3 separate regions of the Sus scrofa genome follow, and regions 2 and 3 are each linked to region 1. A link is a contact called in public Hi-C and promoter capture Hi-C data. All regions are on one chromosome and are shown on one strand. Each heading gives the region's core, a stretch centred on a gene start, on an enhancer-like site or on the middle of the called end of the contact. The rest is flanking DNA. Distances are from core to core; before and after follow the strand shown. Region 1 holds the start of PRKACA (cAMP-dependent protein kinase catalytic subunit alpha). Region 2 holds the start of NACC1 (nucleus accumbens-associated protein 1). Region 3 holds the start of IER2 (immediate early response gene 2 protein).

Region 1 (3,575 bases), core at 678-3,177:
CCTCCACCTTCCACCTCCCAGCCAGCCTCACCTGCTGGGGGCCTGGCTCCTCCCCCTCTGCTTAGTCCCCTCCAAGCACAGGCCCAGACCTTTTTTGGTCACTACCCACCTGCTCCTCTGTCATCAAGCGCTCAGCTACAGGCACTTGCCTCCCCGTTCCCCGCCCCTCGGTGACTTGTCAGGCCTCTCCATGGTTGCTCAGTGACTCTAAAATTTGGCCATTTGAATCCGGATGGGAAGCAAGTTCCCTGGCTTTCATGCCTGGGTCTTTCTGGGAGGGAGCCTTCGGGGAACTCGGACGCTGCGGGTTGAGACCAGTAAATGGGAAGGACCTATGTGGATGTGGCCTCCCTTTTAAGCTCTGACTATTTCTGGGTAACTGGAAGGGGATCCTAGCTGAGGTCCAGCTTTATGCCTGGAGTGATGACAATTTAAGAGCTGGAGGAACTGAGGAAGGGGCTCAAGGCCATTTCTGAAGGCATTTCCAGATACCAAAATCTCTTTCCCTGGCTGGCTGGAAAAGGCCACTATTTGGGGGCTGAGGGAGAAATAGGCTCTTCTCTGGTTGAACCCTGGGAATGATCAGAATCTATTTGTCCCTTGGCAGAGAGGCATTAGATGTCACCCACTACTCCTCCCAATTGCCATCCCTTGAGTCCTCTTTCTCACCATTCCAGCTCAAGCTGAAGGAGGCTTGTTAAAGCCAGACACTCTTCATCCCAAGCCCGGAGCGGGTCAAGAAGCCTGGGGGACTGGGTGAATGACGAAGCCTCAGTTGTGAAACAACCATTTATTGAGGGGCCCTCTGAGGAGCCTAGAGCCTTCCAGAGATGGGAAGGGGCTCTCTGCTGACACCTCCACCCCCCAACCCAGGAAAAACGACGCAATGAATTTTCCAGCAAGATCAGCTCAAACTTGGCTTTGGAAGCACTGAAGCAGTTCTCTAGGTTCATAAACAGTCTGCTACCCCAGCCAGGGACAGACGCTTGCTTGGAGGAGGGAGCACAAGCAGAGGAGCAGAGTGACAGAGAGTATCAGGATGAGAGAGGGGCAGAGAGACCCAGAAAGATCCTGTCCCCCATGTCAAGTGACACAGAAGGGAAAAACAATTCTGGAGGTGGCCCTGAGAAATGCTCAAGGAAGGCAAAGTGGGGTTGGAGGGGGCTGTGATAAGGTGAAGAGGGGAAGGGCAGGAGAAAGATGGCGGGGGCTGGAGGGGGGAGGGGTGTGGTCACCAAGTGGCCAAGGTCCCTGCAGGGTGGAGGCAGACCCCACAGCACTCCCAGACTGGCAGAAGAGGTGAGTGTGGAAGAGGTGAGTGAAGAAGTGGGGGGAGATTTAGAATCTGTGCAGAGGTACCAGGAAAGAAGAGAGTGGGGTAGTGACAGGGCCCCATGTGGGGCCTCAGCGGTTATACGTGCCATGGTTGGCAGTGACAGCTGGGGGGGAGCACGGTCTTTGCACAGGGGGACGGTCTTTGGCAAGGGGGCTCCTACGGGGTCTTCTGCGGGCCTTGGGCCCCAACCTTGGACAGACAGGGGGAAGGGTTCGCTGTAGGGTAAACAGAGAGAAATGGGGGGGATAAGGGGAGGGGCCAAGCGGTGATGGACAGGGAGGGGGCTGGCAGCGCGGGGCCGCGATCGGGGTCACGGCCCGGGCACTCACCGCTCTCCTGCTCGCTGCCCTTCTTGGCGGCGGCGGCGTTGCCCATCGCGGCGGCGGCGGCCGGGGCCGGTCCCGGAGCTGCGGCGCGGCGGGTGCTGGAGGCGGCCCGCGGCCCCGGAGCGCGCTGGGCGGCGGCGGCGGCGGCGGCCCCTGGGGTTGGCTGCGCTGGCTGCGGCGCCGCGACCCCCGCCCAGCCCCTGCTTCCCGCGTCTCTCCGCGCCCGCCCGCCCGGGAACCTCAGCCCAAGTCCGCTGCTGCTGCTGTCCGTGACGCCCCCGCAGCCTGCCGCTCATTGGTCTAGGCCTCCCTGACTGACGGCGCTACGCCGCAGTCCATTGGTCCTCCGCAAACCTCCCGTGCTGCCATAGGATCCCGGCCCCTGACACGCCCCTAGAACGCCCGGCCACTCGCGCGCTTCTGAGGCCTCAGCCGGGCGGGCCGACGCGTCTGATTGGTCCAGCCTCCCGACAGGCTCTGGGGCCCGCCCAGCGAGGCAGTCAATTGGCCAAGGCTGGCTGTCCGGCAAACCCTCGGCCGAACGTTCAGTGTCAATCCCGAGGTGAGAGGGCGGGGCGGAGGCTCAGCCCGCCGCCCGGACCTGACGGGCGGGGCGGCAGGCTGAGCCTCGACCCACCGGGTGGGGGGGCGCGGAGGCTCATCCTGTTGCCTGGACCCGCCGGGCGGGGCGGCCGAGGCTGGCGGGCGGCCGCGCAGCGCTCGGAGCCCCAGGCGGCGGTCCAGGCGGGCGCTCGCCCAGCCCCGTATTCGCCGCAGTCCCCCGCCCCCGCTCAGTGCGGCAGCGGCTGCCGGCCAGCCGAGGTTGGCGCCGCGCCCCCCCCACCCCACCCCGCAACCCCGGCGCAGCCGCTGTCCACCTGCCAGCGGGGGAGGAGAGCAGCAGGCGCCGCGGGTCATAGGTCGCCCGGCCGCCGGCCGTCGTCATTCATAAGGCCTGGCGCAGGATAGCTGCAGGCCCCGGGGCCAGGCTGCGGTCCTCTTGGGTCTCTCTCAGCCACAGCCTGAGCTTCTGGAGGATGCTGGGCTGCAGGAGCAAGGGGATGTTGGGAGGGGGCGCTCACTAGCCATCCTTTTTTACTGGGTCCCCAACTTGGGCTCATGGCAGTGGTGAGCTAGCGCTCATTAAATACGTTATTTCGTACCACACTCCTATCACGTAGGCACTATGATCATCACTCCCATTTTACAGATGAGGAATGGGGCACAGCCAAGATGGGGATTCCCTCTGTCTAGGCAATGCAAAAGGAACGGCCCCTCCTGGAGCAGAGTAGCAAAATTGCCCCTTCCTTAGGGTGCCCTTTTAATATACTGAGGACAGTTTCCCACTGCCACATTTCTGACATTCAGGGCCGGACCAGTCTATGCTGGCGTGGGAGTGAGGAGTGGTCCTGTAGGGTGTTTAGCAGCATCCCCAGTCTGCCACCTGGATGTCAGTAGAACCTTCCTCTCCTCCACCAGCTGTGACAACAAAAGCCACCTCTAGACACTGTTCAGTGTGTCCTGGGGGGCAAAACTGCCCCCAGTTGAGAACCACTGATGTAGAGGAAGGCCCAAACGGGGTGACACAAGGGGCAGGAGATTGGATGAGCCAGCTCTCCTTGGCTTGGAGGGGCCAGCTGGTCTAAGGTCTACAAGTCAATTTGCTCCTCTGCTTCTGGATTTGTACAACCTGCACCCCATCTAGCAGCAGTCTGGACCCATGTTCCTAAGTCTACCAGTCTCAGGAAGGGAAGATGCTGGTTTTTTTTGTGAATTATGAGGAAACGGCTCATCAGCCAAACCACTCCACCTGGGGCTGTGGAGTTACAAAGAAAGGCTAAGTAAAATCGAATAAAAAGTCGGAGTTCCCGTCGTGGTGCAGTGGTTAACGAATCCGACTAGGAACCATGAGG
Region 2 (3,575 bases), core at 542-3,041, 860 kb before region 1:
ACTCTTCTCCGCGGTGCTCGGTGCCATTCTCCATTGCCGCTGGATCTGGCGGCCCTTGGGGCTGCCCCTCCATAAACCGGGCTCTACAGATACTGCGGGCGGAGCGGAGAGTCAGGCTTAGCCACAGAACGATCCTCCCACGGGACATCCGCGGGCGCCTCTGCCAACCAAGCCTGGTTCGGAGGGCAGGGGAGGGAACAGGGAGAACATCAGAGAGGTGCGTTCCCGGGCAGGGTGGCTTACATGTCACTAAAGTAGGGACTAAGGAGACTCTGAGGCCTCGGTAAATTGACACCACTCCCCCCGTCTTTGGAGAACTGCCCCTACGAAGTTGGAAGCCCTCGAGCGGGCCCGCCCCTGGCCAGGATCCCTCCTCGCGTCGCCCAGGCCCTCCTCACCTTCTCTCGCGGCACGGAAAACCGAATTAATTTCGGTGCACGTTTCCCGGATTAGGACCTGGGCGCCGCCATGTTGGCACAGTGGGAGGGCACGTCACGTGACAGAATCCAGTCAATCAGTGATGCTACCTACAGTGGGCAGCGGGAATCAAAATGCACGGCGCAAAGAGCTGAACGTGTTGTGTGGTGGCCTCAATCACTGCGGCTCCCCTGGGAGGGAATACGTCACTAGCCCCATTTCTCGGATGAGGAGGGTGAGGCTCAGAAAAGGGGCGATAAGCGGAAATCCAACACCTATTGATCGTCTCCTGTTTCCTGGGTTTTAAGCACATTATTTTCAGGGCATCCTGCAGGAATAACTCAGGCTCTGAAAACAGATTTACTGCGTTTGAAACTCAGTCCTACCACATGCTCTTGGCACTTTATTTAAATTATACTCACTTTCCTTACCTGTTAGAGAAGAATCCTATAGAGCAAAAATTAAACGACATTGGAAAATGTGCAAAGTAGTCCCTCTCACATAGTAAACCTTCAGTAGGTTCTAAGTGGTGTAGGAAAGGAGGGCATAGAGGCCTGTATTCCCCAGCTCATCCTGCTACTTGTTCTTAATGTTCTCTGCTCATATTTACACATTTGCAAAATGGGCAGAACTTTTAAACTTTCGTTATTGAGTTGTGACGAGAATTAAATGAGTGAAATGCTTAGAATGGAACGTGGCATCGCATAAGCATCATAAAATACTTGTTCTGCCATGCCTGTGGCATGTCGAAGTTCCCAGCCCAGGGACTGAACTTGATCCGGGCCGCTGCAGTGACAACACCGGATACTTAACACGTTGTGCCACAAGGGAACTCCAAGTATTAACTTTTATTGTCTCTTCTTGAGCCTCGGTTTGAATCCTGGAACCCGCCACCACTTCCTTGCTGAGTGATCCTGAGGAGGTTTCTTCGTTTCTCTGTGCTTTCTTATTTTTTGAAAGTGTGTGTGTGTGTGTGTGTGTGTAAAATAACTCCTATCTAAAGATGTTAATGTGAAGTTTAAACGAGATAATCCCATAAAGAACACAAAACAGTGCCTGACACAATAAACAGCAGACATTATTGTTTGCGTTTTTACAGGAAACTAAAATTCCGAAGGGAAAGCGACTTGCTTTAGGTTGTGGGACTAGAAGGTGACGGGGTGGGGACTGGAACTCTCCAGCAGGGCCGAGGTCCAGGCGTTGAGTCCAGGGGGCGGAGGGAGGAGACTGAGAAAAGAAGGGGTGTGCTCTCGGTGCTCGGCTGGCCTAGCCTCGGGGGGGCGGGTTTTGGGGGCGGTGCGCGGGCGGGGCCAGGCCGCTCCTCCCCGGCCGGGCTGCGGCGGCGGCGCGCCTTGCGCTCGCTCGGCGCTCGGCTGGGGCGGCCTGGCCCACAATGAATGGCCGCCGCGGCTGCCGCTGCTGCTGAGGCGGAGGCCGCGGAGGCCGCGGAGGCGGAGGCCGAGGCCCCGGCGCAGGGGGGCGCGCCCCGGGCCCAGGCCCGGCCCCAGCCGCCGCTGCGGAGCCTGCCGGGAGCCCCCGGAGCGCGGCCACGGCGCAGGTGAGGCGGCCCGCCCCAGGCCCGGTTCCGGCCTCCTCTTGCTTGGGCGGCCCGAGGGCATCCGAGGTCTGGCTAAGGGGCGAGGGGAGGGAAGACATGGGGGCCTCCTCCAACCAGGAACCTGGCCAGTAGCCTGCACTATGCCCCAGCCGGCGAGTGTGTGGGGAGTCCCGGCCCCCGCGAGCGGCTTCGAGCGTTCAGCCCCGCGCGGGACCGCGGGGCTTGCGGGCGTCGGGATCGGGCCCAGACCTCCCCCTATTCCCGGCCAGAGAGGCGTGAGGCCAGGCCGGGGCAGGTGGCTAGGGGCCCAGGAAGTTGGAGGGAGGGCCGGAGGAGGAAAAGTGAAGAGGCGCCCGTGGAGGCCGGAGGGGGAGGGGGAGGAGGAGTCGGTCTTTGGGCCGGCGGAATGGGGGAGGAGGGGAAAGCGGCTTGGCTGGAGGGAAATGGCCCCGAGGGGGGCGGGGAGGGGCCGGGCTTGCAGGTACTGTCGGGGCGCCGGAGGAGGTGGGTCAGGTTACAGGCTTGGGGGCGGCTGGGGAGAAGCCCAGGAAGTGGAGCTGGGTGGGTGTGGGCGGAGTTAGTTCGGGTGGGGGCGGTTAGGAGATCCCAGAGATGTTTGCAGGGGTCACATGAGGTTAGTGCTGGGAGCGTTGGAGGGGTGGCGAGGGCCGGATACGGGGGCGATCAGGTAGGTTGAGGAACTACTGTAGGAGCTTTGGGAGGGAGAGGCAGAGCCTTTGGACTAAGTAGGCTTGTGGGGGTGTAGGAGCAGGTCCGGAGAAAGTACTGTGATCAAAAGGCACGTGCCAAGGTGCGCCCCCCTTTGTCGGCCAGATGTTAAGTTGGAGTCAAACCTGAAGTGTTTACTCTTTCTCACACCTCTCATCTCTATTTATCAGGTTCTAGGTCCCGACCTACCCTTTGGGCAAGCCTCTGCGGGCTGTTCCAGAGTTTGAGCCTGCCAGGAGGGTGTTTGTGTGGGATTCTTGGGAAATAGTCTGGAACACCTAGCTTGCCCATATTGTTTATCACCCTCTTGTACATCTCTAACCGGTATATCTTCATGGAGGCAGCCCAGCATATACACACACACCCCACCCCCCACCCCTGTTATCTGAACACCTTAGGGTCTTAGATTCTTTCCCCACCTTGGGGCCCTCAAGCCTAGGGGTTGGGACCTCACAGTACCCCCACATTCTCTCAAGTGTCTTACTAGAAGGTGAGCATATAAAGCTCAGTTCATTGTGTCTCAGAGGCTCCTGATGGGGTGAAGGCAGGTCACTGAGAGGGATCAAAACAGGCCCCTGCACCCAGGCCCTGGCCTTTGGTGCTACTGATCCCAGGGCTCTGCCTCTGGAGTGCTCTTCTTGTCCAGGCCCTGCAGTGAGCTTGCTGGTTAGATGAGCTCATTGATTGCTCACACCACCAGGTTCAGCTTGGGCCTTCTCTGTGGTAAAAGGGAGGAAGCTGGGGCTTGTCCCAGGTCACACAGCTGGACAGTGGCAGACTGGGATTGACTGATCCTCAGCCCCAACCCACAGTCATATGGAGCTGGCCTTTGAAAGGCATGACCGCAAGAGCTCCCCACTATTCCGGATTC
Region 3 (3,575 bases), core at 465-2,964, 840 kb before region 1:
ATGCAGAACTCGCCGTCACCCACCCGCCCGCTCCCGTCACGTGACCCAGGCCACCAACGAGAGCGGAGCCACAAGGGGAGAAAGAGAGGCCTTAGAGGCCCGAAGTGTGGAAATTTCCGCTCTCTCTTCGGCCATCTTGGTTGTGGGCGGAAACGGCTTCCTGCCCGTACCTATTCCTCTTCGCATCTTGGTCCACAGATGTGTCAGTTCTGTCTGGCTGGGTTCGAGTCAGAGCTCCCTACGCCTTGGTTGAAGACCCAGGCCTTCGGATTGTTGCTGCGCAACCATGGTTTCCCTTCTGGGCAATATAAATAACAATAGTCTCCTTCAAATCCGGTCAGATTATGGCTGGGGAAGTGGCTCCTTCAATTAGTAGATCATCTTTATGATGCTCCTGCACCTAGATCCTGTCCTGGAAGATGGTTCCAGCCCAGGGTCAGGTGTGACAGGTTTGGGGAGCAGTATGGGGATGGGTGGTCTCTCCACCTTCCCGCGGGGCCAGGGTGAACTGCAGGCATTCTGTGACGAGTTCTGTTTGATTTACCCCTCCTCTTTTTTTCCTGCGGAGGAGGGAAGCATCCCGGGGCAGGATGGCCCTGGATGGGGGCCCTGGAAATGCTTCTGGAGGGTAGGATCTTTCTGGGTGCGACCTGGGGGTCGTGGGAGGGAGTGTGGTGGGGGCAACTCTGAAGATAGCCTGCAATGAAGTCCTTTGCGCGTGGAGTGGGACCAGGGAATGTCTGGAGAGGGACTCAGGGTGGCCGCCTGTGCGACAGAACCTTTATGTGTGGGGTCTCCGAGAAAGCATTTTTTTTTTATTGGTGGGGGGGACCGTTGCCCGAGTGGGGTCCTGATTCTTGGAGCGGGCTATCTTAAGAAACCCTCAGAAGGTCGCCCCTGTTGTGTGTCAGAGACAGCGCCTGGGCGGGGGATGTCGTTGTGGAGTTTCGTGGGATTGGGAGTGTGGGGGAGCGGGGATGAGGACGTTCTCAGCGAGTAATATATGGCAGGATCGCTGAATGGGAGCGGTTTTGGGAGAAGTCTTTTAGAAGAGAGAATAATTGACCCCCCCATGTGTCAGAGTTGGAGATGGGGGACCTGAGCGTGATCCAGAGGTGCAAAGGAGGATCACTTTAAGGGGAGGGGCAGGATCTCCATGGAGGGGACCAGAATGAGAGTCCTCAGGGAGTAGCTGCTTGAGTTGGCAAGGTCTTTGTGTAGATCTCTGGGATACGGCGTCAGAGTGAACAGTGAGGTAGCCCCTACACGCCAGCAGGGGCTTTTCTGGAGGGGCGTCACATCTTCCCGGTCTCCGGAGGGAAGGAAGCGAAACTTTCTCCTTCCTCTCTGTGGGCCGGGCTGAACGCCGCTCCGGAAACCGGGGGCTCCAGCCAGCCCTAGCTGCCGGGAGAGAAAGAGCGGAGGGGGCGTGTCCGGAGGCTAAGGCACCACCCCCGCCCGGAAGAAGCCCGTGGCTGTCCCGTATCGAGATCCGGGTTCCTGTCCTTATATGGGCAGCCGGAAGCGGCTCACGCGCACGCTCTACGTCATTACTTCCAAATTTAGTGGTGGAAGTCTAGCAGATCTCTTGGCGGGAAGGCTCGCGCAAGAGTTGGGGGCGGTGGAGCCTTCCCTTAAAGGGCCCGCACCACGAATGAATGGAACTATTCGAACCGTATTGCTTTTTTTTTTTTTTTTTTTTTTTCCTGAGTAACTGGAATTAGGTTTCCTTGGAACTGTAGTGCGAAGCGGAAGGTGGGGCGGCTGTTTTCTATCTGCTCTATTTCTGAGTTGTTCAGTTTTCAGCTTCTACCCCAACTCCGCCTCCTGGGGAGCAGAGGCGGAGCACCGCTGCGTCGTTTGGGGGGCCACAGCCACGTGCTCACTCGGGTTGTGTTGCGGCTGGGTACTCCGCCTTACGAGTTCCACGCCCACGGTGGATTTCGTGCCTAGGGAAACAGACGAAGTGGGAGGGTGATTCTTGCGGAGCGCAGAGATGGCAGCCTGGACTGCACTTGTGTCTGCAGACATCCGCCGCCCGTGGAGTGGGCATCTTTGCTCTAAGGCAACGCAACCAGCGTGTCCCGCCTTCTTACCGCTTCCATACGGAGGGGAATGGAGAGGGCTGGAGGCCCAAACGGTCTCGTTTCACCGCAGTAGCCCATTTATTTGTTTAGCAAATATTGGACGAATCACTCTTGTCTAGGTTTCCCCACCTGAAGAAATCAGATATAACTACCCTCCGCGGAGTGGAGGTGAGAGATCAATAACATATTTATGAAAGGAAAGACTTTAGCGCGTGGCACATAGTAAGTGCTTAATAAATGTTGCTAGCATCGTTATTAACAACAAAAAAACGTTAATTAAGAGACTGGTAGATGCTAGGCACTGTTCCCACGGGGGATGTACCGGCTGGAACCCGGGTCTTCCCAGGTGCGAAAGGAAACTTACAAGCTAAGGCCAGCTCGCTGGGCTCTACAGACGCAACCCGTGGGTCGGCCCTGAGCCCCACCTACGGCCCCCCTACACTGGGCCTGCGCAAGGATGCACTGGGGCCACTGAGAAAGGATACCGCCGGGAGAGGTCAGCTTGGACTGGGGAACGCTCACCCTCTACAAGTTCGGGTCCCTTTTCATCTCAGGGTAAATCCCACCCTGTCCCTTTAAGGAGTCTCTAGCCCCGCTGCGCTGCGGAAAGCCCGGATGCGGCTCTCTGATTGGGCGGGGCGTCTCCGTGACATCACACTGGGTACAAAAGGGCCCGGGTGGCGGGCGGCCGGGCAGAGCGTCCTACTAGTCTCTCAGTGTGGGTATCTCCGCAGAGAGAGGCGTGAACGAACGCATAGTCTGGAGTGCACCTGCCACCTCCCCTGCCCAGCCCAGAGTCCCCGCCAAACCTCGGTCCCGCCGTCGAGTCGTCATGGAAGTGCAGAAAGAGGCGCAACGCATTATGACCCTGTCCGTTTGGAAGATGTACCATTCGCGCATGCAGCGCGGTGGCCTACGGTTGCACCGGAGTCTGCAGCTGTCGCTGGTCATGCGTAGCGCCCGGGAGCTCTACCTTTCGGCAAAGGTGGAAGCCCACGAGCCTGAGGTGCCCTTGCCACCCGCCCGCTCCCCTGATCCTCGCCTACACCCACCGCGAGAAGCGGAAGCCGCAGCCAATGCAGCGCTCCCCGACGGTGAGCCTCCCTCTCCGGAACCCATGGACACGCAGGAGGCGCCGAGAATCGAGGAGACCCCTGCCCCCTGTGCCCCGCGCCCTGCCAAAGTCAGCCGCAAGCGGCGAAGCAGCAGCCTGAGCGACGGTGGGGACGCCGCACTGGTCCCGAGTAAGAAAGCCCGTCTAGAAGAAGAGGAGGAAGGGGCCCCTTCGGAGGTCCTCAATCGCCTGCAGCCCCCTCCGGCGCAAACGGAGGGCGCCTTCCCCAATTTGGCGCGTGTCCTGCAGAGGCGCTTCTCCGGCCTCCTGAACTGCAGCCCCGCCGCCCCGCCGACGGCGCCGCCGGCGTGCGAGGCGAAGCCGGCTTGCCGCCCGGCTGATAACATGCTGAACGTGCTGGTGCGGGCCGTGGT

The links. Promoter capture Hi-C pulls out the DNA fragments that hold promoters and counts their contacts. A called contact is a pair of places that touch in the nucleus more often than the background predicts.
Region 2: a promoter capture Hi-C map of liver shows a contact between it and region 1, with 5 times the contacts expected there. The contact joins the promoter of NACC1 here to the promoter of PRKACA in region 1. A contact is called at or near these places in 1 of 5 promoter capture datasets (liver), 1 of 47 Hi-C or Micro-C datasets (embryonic fibroblasts) and 1 of 2 datasets of contacts at active chromatin or transcription factors (skeletal muscle).
Region 3: a Hi-C map of liver shows a contact between it and region 1, with 6 times the contacts expected there. The contact joins the promoter of IER2 here to the promoter of PRKACA in region 1. A contact is called at or near these places in 1 of 5 promoter capture datasets (liver) and 2 of 47 Hi-C or Micro-C datasets (embryonic fibroblasts and liver).

The regions. Positions count from the first base shown.
Region 1 is chr2:65,073,228-65,076,802 of Sscrofa11.1, reverse strand. PRKACA (cAMP-dependent protein kinase catalytic subunit alpha) reads right to left here and starts at 1,927. Exons shown (of 10, transcript XM_003123353.4): 1 at 1,666-1,927. The coding sequence starts at 1,711.
Region 2 is chr2:65,937,056-65,940,630 of Sscrofa11.1, reverse strand. NACC1 (nucleus accumbens-associated protein 1) reads left to right here and starts at 1,791. Exons shown (of 6, transcript XM_003123340.6): 1 at 1,791-1,975. It overlaps TRMT1 (tRNA methyltransferase 1), which reads right to left and starts at 478. Exons shown (of 17, transcript NM_001243450.1): 1 at 399-478; 2 at 1-92. The coding sequence starts at 73.
Region 3 is chr2:65,910,630-65,914,204 of Sscrofa11.1, reverse strand. It overlaps IER2 (immediate early response gene 2 protein), which reads left to right and starts at 1,714. Exons shown (of 1, transcript XM_003123342.4): 1 at 1,714-3,575. The coding sequence starts at 2,920. It overlaps STX10 (syntaxin-10), which reads right to left and starts at 73. Exons shown (of 8, transcript XM_003480777.4): 1 at 1-73.